Linked DNA regions of Mus musculus: region 1 is linked to region 2. A link is a contact called in public HiChIP or PLAC-seq data. All regions are on one chromosome and are shown on one strand. The core of a region is the stretch at or near the end of the contact, and the rest is flanking DNA. Distances in the headings are between cores, read along the strand shown. Region 1 has its middle 22 kb from the start of Pbk. Region 2 overlaps Gm36924 (a long non-coding RNA gene).

The links. HiChIP or PLAC-seq counts read pairs in DNA pulled down with a chosen protein or histone mark.
Region 1: a contact with region 2 is called in a FOXA1 HiChIP or PLAC-seq map of pancreatic cancer cells. The contact joins two enhancer-like sites. A contact is called at or near these places in 1 of 115 datasets of contacts at active chromatin or transcription factors (pancreatic cancer cells) and 1 of 9 other capture datasets (adipose tissue).

Annotation. Positions count from the first base shown.
Region 1 is chr14:65,781,613-65,785,626 of GRCm38.p6, forward strand. No RefSeq gene overlaps it. Among named protein-coding and RNA genes, the nearest start is that of Pbk, 22 kb to the right of the region's middle. Within about 2 kb of position 1,544, at least 26 of the 459 cell types and tissues checked have an H3K27ac peak or open chromatin away from gene starts, as enhancers often do. A contact at or near this core is called in pancreatic cancer cells, where this site is marked.
Region 2 is chr14:64,637,691-64,641,894 of GRCm38.p6, forward strand. Gm36924 (a long non-coding RNA gene) reads left to right here. Exons shown (of 3, transcript XR_383509.2): 3 at 310-495. Among named protein-coding and RNA genes, the nearest start is that of Kif13b, 13 kb to the right of the region's middle. Within about 2 kb of position 2,036, at least 206 of the 459 cell types and tissues checked have an H3K27ac peak or open chromatin away from gene starts, as enhancers often do. A contact at or near this core is called in pancreatic cancer cells, where this site is marked.

The DNA.
Region 1 (4,014 bases), core at 294-2,793, 1.1 Mb after region 2:
CAGACTCCTGGAACTCACAAACATTACCATTTAAAGAAGTGGCTAAGGTATGGGAGCGGGGAATGCAGAAGTGATGCTTGTGTGTGTAATCTGGCATGGGGCAGTGGAAAATTCTCTGCACTGGGGAAGCAGAAGATAAGAACTTTCTCCTGGAGTCGGCCTCTGGCCGGATGTGTCCTTGGGCAAGCGTCTTAGCTTCTGCGGAAGTCACATTTCTGTGTTTGTAAGAGGGAGGGCTGGAACTAGATGATATCTCTGTTCTCTTCCAGATCCAGTATTTTATTACCTCAAAGCCTCTTCACCTGCTGGCAAGTGAAGCTCAGCAGCTCAAAGTGCTTGCCACACAAGCCTAATGACCTGAATTTAATTCCCATAACCTACATGGCGATCAGAGAGAACTGACTCACAAAAGCTGTCCTCCAAGCAATACATTCATTCTGTGGCGCACACAAACACACACGTACACTCGCTCACACACATACGCGCACTCACACACATACAAACACACGCAAACATATACTCATACCCTCACATACACACACAATACTCACACTCACACAGAAACACACATACACTCTCACACTGACATGTATACATATACTCTCACACATACACACATGGATGCACTCACACTCAAAAACACATACACACACATACACACACTCACACATATACACACATGCACACATGCACATAAACACACACATACACAGTCATGCACTCACACTCAAACACACTCACACACATGTAAACATGTACATACTCACACTCAAACACATGAACATAAACACACATACACACACATCTGCACACACTCACACACTCATACATACACATGCACTCACACACATGCACTCACACACATGCACACATGTACACTCACACTCAAATCCACACACATACACACACTCACATGTATACGCACTCACATATACACAAAAGCAAAATTTAAAAAATATAAACATAAACAACAAAACAACAACAATAAAACAGCAACAACAAAAACCAAACACCCTGCTAACCAAAATCTATATAGTAGAAAAATCTGCTACTATAGGCAAGATGTTTTTTGTCCTGTATGTCACACTTACAGCCCTCTATCCTGTCCAGTATATGTGAGAGAGCCATTTATACAGCTAGCTGACTGTCACCTGGGGTCTAAGTCCCACTCAGCTTTATCTCCTCAGTAAACAGCCCGGGTTTTGGCACATGTCGAGACCCTAGTCACGCTGAGTGGCGTGAGTGGATGGACCCCATAGTCGTCGGCCACGCTTAAGAACATAGTTTCCTTGATTGCACTTCCTGCCGCCGTCCTGTTTCCTCCTCAAAGCCAAATCCTGTGGGTTAAAATGGTGTCCCGCATCCGACCAGCCACAGCCTGAACTAGTGTGACAGGAACCTTTAGCCTAAGCAAGACAAGCTTGGAGCAAATTTACATGATCCTGCAGGCGATGGCTCTAGACCTTGCAGGGGCTGGAGGCCGGAGACCATTCTCCTCATGACTTAGCCTAAAACCTTGTGAGTCACAGGCTGGAGGAAACTTTGGAGGGTGTGTTGTGGTTGGTGTTCCAGTCACCACATTTGAACACACACTGTCACTCCATACCACGCTCCTGGCTGTCTAACTGGGTTGCTGAGTTCACTTTTTGAGTCAACCTACATTTTGTCATAAGTAGGACAGGCTGAACTGCTACTATCATGACAGAGAGACAGTCGGTGGTCAAGCCGCTGAAGTGACAGCAGCAGTCCCCCCACCCCCCGCAGAAATCAGAGTTCCTTTATGAGATTCTGAGTCCCATTAATAAAGGAATCGAAGAACAAACCCAGAAGAAAGCTCAAGAGTGATTTAATCGGAGTTTAAAAGAAAAACACCAGGGCAGACAAACTGTCTCTCTCTCAACAGCCGCTTGGAGGAGGAGGAGGAAACATTCATGTTGTTTGCCTTAAGCCAATATGGAGGCCAGCCACCTGATGGACAAGCAGCTACACAGCAAGGTGGGGCATGGTAAAGAAAGAGTGAAGCCAGGAGTGCTGAGGAAAGCTGCTTAGGCTCTGGCTAGCTTCCAAAGATAGATGAGAAGGCAGAAAATGGGAAATTACAGTTTCTAAGGCAGACACAACAGAACCCAGTGGCAGCCCTGAAACAATGGCACAGAGGGGTGTTACAGATTGTCTTATTAAAGGAAAAATGACTCTTCCTTTCTCTTCAGCATGGTTTAAGGTAGATCCACTCTCCTGAGGGGTATCCAGGTGACTGACCAACTGAACATGGAGGCAACAATGGCATGTCTTCACCCACATGTAGACTCCATTCTTTACTGAGGGCCCCAGCAGTAGTACCCCTCCGGCGAGGGATGGACAGAATGGGGAGCAAAGGAGGCAAATGTAGGTGGTGGGGATAACAAAGACTGTAGACGGACAGAATGAGAAAGGTAGCCTAAGAGTACAGACGTCAGAGGCTTTAAAAATCCAAAGTCATCATAGATGACCAGCCCTGGGTTCTGCCAAGTCTTGGAGACCAAGAATCCTGACACCCAAGGTTAGGAGCTGTAGCTGGCTAGCATTAACTCCTATTGATTGACACTGCATTGCCAAGTGCCAGGCACTGATAACCAAATCCCAGATCAATGAGCCTCTTGTCAGAGTGACTGGGCCTACACCTCTAGTTCTCAAGGATAAAAGCATCCAAGCTTTTCAGTTCTATCCATAAGCCTGAGGCTCTCAAGGGCCCGGTACTATCAAAACTACTCATTGCTTATAGTGACATCATTCATGTAGGACAAAGGGCCCTGGCCTGATCATTGGTGACAAAGGCACCACTAAACTGTGCTGTCCTTCTTCTCCTGTGTGGTGTGCTCATGGAGCCTTTGTTAGTAACTGTTTCCCTTCCAATCACCTGGCTAATCCCTAGCATCATTTGTGGTCCCTCCTCCCTACCGTGAGCTTCTGAAACACTTCAAGTGTTCAGCTCTGTGAACACTTGTTCTGTACAGTCAGATGAAGGAACAACAGCTGTACTTAACATTCGGAGTGAGTTTATTCAATATTCAACGAGCTAAAATAAAATAGTGGAGGTGGGGAGATCATTAAATCAGATACTCAAAACATCCATCAGGAATCAACCAGGGACATCCTTTGTGGTGGTTTGAATAGTTTTGGCCCCTGTAGACTCATATGTTTGAATAGAATGACACTGTTAGAAGGTGTGGCCTTGTTGGGGTAGGTATGGCTTTGTTGGAGGAAGCGTGTCACTGTGGGGGTGGGCTTTGAGGTCTCCTATGCTCAGGCTTCTCCTAGTGTGGAGTAAGAGTCTCCTCCTGACTGCCTTCCGATGAAGATGTAGAACTCTCAGCTCCTCCAGCATCATGTCTGCCTCCAGGCTGCCATACTCCCTGCCATGATGATAACAGACTAAACCTCTGAAACTGTAAGCCGGCCCTGAATAAATGTTTTCCTTCATAAGAGTTGTCTCTTTACAGCAATAAAAAACCTAAGAGATCCTGTTAAGCCAGCCAGCTGGAGTTCCTGATAAAGAGTCCTAGGCTGAGTGTGCCCTTGGAAGAAGGAACAGAATCAGAGATGTCGCCGTCAGATCAAACACTCAAGAACATCCAGCAGAAGAGACCCGATCGGAAAGCCGAGGTTCCTGCATAGTTAGCTGCAGTTCCCATCTGGACTTTGTCCCCGTGGCTGAAACTCAGCTTCTGTTTCTTTCACGTTTACCTCAGGAGAGAAACAATTGCAATCTGTGGCTCACCTTTCTCAGGTTTTAAGGACATGGCATTTTCTCCCTTCTCCTCCCTCCCTGTTAAGGTTGCCAGCCCTTCTCCAGTTAAAGGGCCTTGAAGGACACTTGAAATATGTGCCTGGGTCTGAAATGGGCCAGAGGCAACCCCACTTTGAGAGCCAGCTTCTTGGGAGGGCAAGCAGCAGGTGGTACCTTGTTGCTGTTCCCTCTGTTGGGAAGGGAGAGATGCTGTGATGCCATGAGCTCTCATGGGAGAGCTGAGAGGT
Region 2 (4,204 bases), core at 786-3,285:
TAAGACTCCTTTAGGACTTTAACCCTGAGTGTAGCACTAACTGCAGATTTGTCCCAATTTGTAGATTATAGTAGTATATGCACACCGGCAAATGTTATTGTTGTTGTTGTTGTCGTTCTTTCCTTTTCTTTCTTTTGAGACAGGGACTCACATAACACAGGCTGGTCTTGAACATAGCAGCCAGTTTTGGATGGTCTCAAACTCCTGATCCTCCTGCTTCCATGCTGAGAGGACCAGGATAGATGCAGGACATCACTGCCTGGCTAAAGGTCTATGTTTTCTGAATGCCATTTTCAATTTGTTCTGCAGGAGTCGCTTTCACACAGTGAAAGAGAAAAGTCTGTGCTGGTCAGATGACTCGGTGGATAAAGATGTTTGTTACCAACCCTGATGACCTGAGTTCCACCCTGAAGCCCCACGTAGTAGGAGACAACTGAGAGCCTCTGACTTCCACATGCATGCACTTTGCAGTAAGTATGCAACACCCCACCCTACCAATGAGAGAATGGATGAATAAATAAATAAATAAATAAATAATCACATGTTTTGTTTTGGAAATAGGGGTTACAATGTAGCCCAGCTGGCCCCAAACTGGCAAAGATCCACCAGTCTCTGCCTCCCAAGTGCTGAGATTAAAGTGAGCCATTCTCTGTTCATTGCTAGCTGTGGCATTGGGTGAGCTAGCCCTGGCAGTGCTGAAGAGCTTGCCCTGGTTGTGTGGGTGTGAGAGGCTGGCCGGTTGACTAGTTCAGCTACTACTTAGGCCCAGATCCAGGGCTTTGAGTTGGCCCACCCCAACATCTACCCCATCTATGAACTGCTGGAGCATGTCAAAGAGCCAGTCCTACAGATTCAAAGCTGCAAGATCTCTATGACACAGGGCAACAACATATCTGAGAGGAGTCCCAGTGAGGAACCAATATTGATGGGGTAGCAGAAGCCAGGGGCTTCAAATCAGATCAATGAGTCACTGCAATGAACATTTGCAAATGAAGAAGTGTGGACAAGAGGGTATACTGCGGGACACACTGTGACACACTACAGCTTCCACAACGAGATTTTTTTTTTCCTTTGGGGAGGCAGGTTGCAAGGGGGAAGGGTGCGTATGAAGGGACAGATTGATGAATGGGATTGGGGTATGTCTTAGTTACGGTTTTACTGCTGTGAACAGACACCATGATCAAGGCAAGTCTTATAAAAAAACATTTAATTGGGGCTGGCTTACAGGTTCAGAGGTTCAGTCCATTATCATCAAGGTGGGAGCATGGCAGTATCCAGGCAGGCATGGCACAGGCAGAGCTGAGAGTTCTATGTCTTCATCCAAAGGCTGCTAGTGGAAGACTGACTTCTAGGCAACTGGGGTGAGAGTCTTAAACCCACACCCATGGTGACACACCTACTCCAACCAGGCCACACCTATTCCAACAAGGCCACACCTCCAAATGGTGCCACTCCCTGGTCCAAGAATATACAAACCATCACAGGGTACATGATCCAAAATTCACAAAGAATCAATAAAAAGTTAAATAGAAGGAGAAGAAGGAGGAAGAGGAGGAGGAAGAGAAGAAGAAGAAGAAGAAGAAGAAGAAGAAGAAGAAGAAGAAGAAGAAGAAGAAAGAAAGAAAGAAAGAAAGAAAGAAAGAAAGAAAGAAAGAAAGAAAGATGCTATGCTTGATTCAAATAAATAAAAGTAATTTAAAAATAAAATAAGTAATGCCCGGTCTCTATCTGTTCCTGAGTTGAGTCCTTGCTCTCCCAACACAGACGACTCTGGGCGAGTTCCTCAAAACTCAATGTATCCATGAAGATTTCTTTGCTTGAGATTCACTTGTATTTTTTCTCTAGTTTTCTACACATGCCTCGTGTTTGCCTAGACTAGCGATTCCTGGTTAACTCGGTCTCTCTTTCTGAGGAGACCTTGTTCCTTCCCATGAAGACGCAGGACATGGAAGATGCAGGGTGTGAGCAGAACACAGCTGTGCCTCTGTTTCTGGCCTGCCTCAGCTGCCTGGGAATGAGTCATGGGCGGCCCTGGGAGGTTCCCTGGCTCCTGGCTTTCTGGTAGGAAGAACAGCTTGCAGGCTGCAGCCCAGCTGAAACCAGTCTCCCTTCTTGCGTGGCACAGACAGACGAACCCTGTGACACTTCCTGTGTGTGACTATTACACAGCCCCTTGGCCTCAGCTGTCTTGGTTTTTTTTCTTTAACTGTTTCATGTCCCCTGGTTAGAAAACTTTGCCGTTAAGTGGCTTCTGTCCTGGTCTGGGCATTTTCCCTGTCTTCCCTTTGCTTTGAACCAAGGAAGGCTCTGGAACCCCACCCTCAAGCTTCCTGACTGCACCTATTCCATCAAGGTGACTCAGAGTGGATTTTTTTTTCTTCCTCCTAAGTTCAGGCCTCACCCCTACCCACCAGCCACCAAAGGTGACACAGTCCTGGGAAAACAAGCTCTTAATTACTGGCCCAGTATCATGGGAAAGATTCTACGGGCTTCCTTTTAGAGGCATAATTATCTTGAAACAACAACAACAACAACACTTTATTTTCTATATTTTGAAACAGGATCTTGCTTCATGGCCCAGGCTGGCCTTAAACTTCTGTTCTTCTACCTCTATCTCTTAAGTATGAGGATGATCAATGTGTCAGAGCCAAGCCTGGTTTTATTTGATACTGAGATCCAATCCAGGGTTTTGAGTGCACTAGGCAAGCACTGTCGGTTGAGCACCCCCAGTCCCAATCTTCTAAACGTCTGGTTTTGCTTGTTGGTTGGTTGGGTTTTTTGTTTTTCCTTTCCTTTCCTTTCCTTTCCTTTCCTTTCCTTTCCTTTCCTTTCCTTTCCTGGGCCTCACACCTAAGGCTTCACTTATGCTAAGCACGTATTGTGTCGCTGAGCTGTACCCCTACTCCCTTTACATTTATTTATTGTGTGTGTGGGGGGGAGGCACTTGCACGCCACAGATTGATGGTAGAGGTCAGAGAACAATTTACAGAAGTCAGTTCTTTTCTTCCCACTGTGTGGGTTCCAGGGGTCAAACTCAGGTCATCGGGCTTGGCAGCAAGTGCTTTTATCCACTGAGCCACCTTATTCTAGAATGTAGAACACAACATGTTTGTTTTGTGGTTCTTGATTGAGAAAAAAAAAAAAAACCTTTGCATTGATTAGTTATATATGTAACCAGTATTGACTAGAGTGACTATGCTTGTCTAAAAATGTCAGTAGTGGATCCAGGGGTGAAATCATCAATAGGGATTCCTCTCTGACATCAGCCTGCCCCCCCCCCCTCTCTCTCCAGGGTTTCTCTGTATAGCCCTGGCTGTCCTGAAGCATACTTTAGGCCAGGCTGGCCTCAAACTCAGAGATCTGCCTGCTTTTGCCTTCCGATTTGCTGGGGTTAAAGGTGTGCACCACCACAGTTGGAGTATTCATTCAGAATTTTGCCATTTTCTTCCTCTCTCCACCATTGACTTTTTTCTTTGGTGGTCAGGATTGACCCAGTTTCAAGGGGTTTGGCCTCTTATTCAAGGTATTGAAATAAAAGCTCAGGACAATTTTTTCAAAAGGATTAAGAAAACTTTAAAGCAGCCGGGCGTAATCCCAGCACTTGGGAGGCAGAGACAGGAGGATTTCTGAGTTCCAGGCCAGCCTGGTCTACAAAGTGAGTTCCAGGACAGCCAGGGCTACACAGAGAAACCCTGTCTCGAAAAAAAAAAAAAAAAACCCAAAACAAACAAACAAACAAAAAACAAAAAAAAAAAAAGAAAGAAAAAGAAAAGAAAAGGAAAAAGAAAACTTTAAAGCAAAACAATAGAAAAGATCAAGCTATAGCACAAGGAAGCTGTGGCCACATGGGAGTGCTCAAGGGCACTAATTGTGGCCTGGGGCTTCTTCCATGGGGCTCTAGAGAAGGAGGATCTTGGTTACTAGTGATGGTCATTCTCTGCTTTGACAGACAGATTATAACAGAATCTTTTATCTGCTGTACATGTCTTGTCCCACCACCCTGGATTTTATTTACGTGCACACTCATTTATGCATAGGCATAAGATGACAGATAGATTCTCCCTAAAAATTTACTTGAGCGGAAGGTTTTATTTGACTGTATGTATGACCAAAAGCAGTTCAGGCTGGCTCACACCCTCCCCCAACATGTGTTTGAATGAATAGAAACTGTCCAAATTTAATGGCTACAAAGAGGAGAAATATA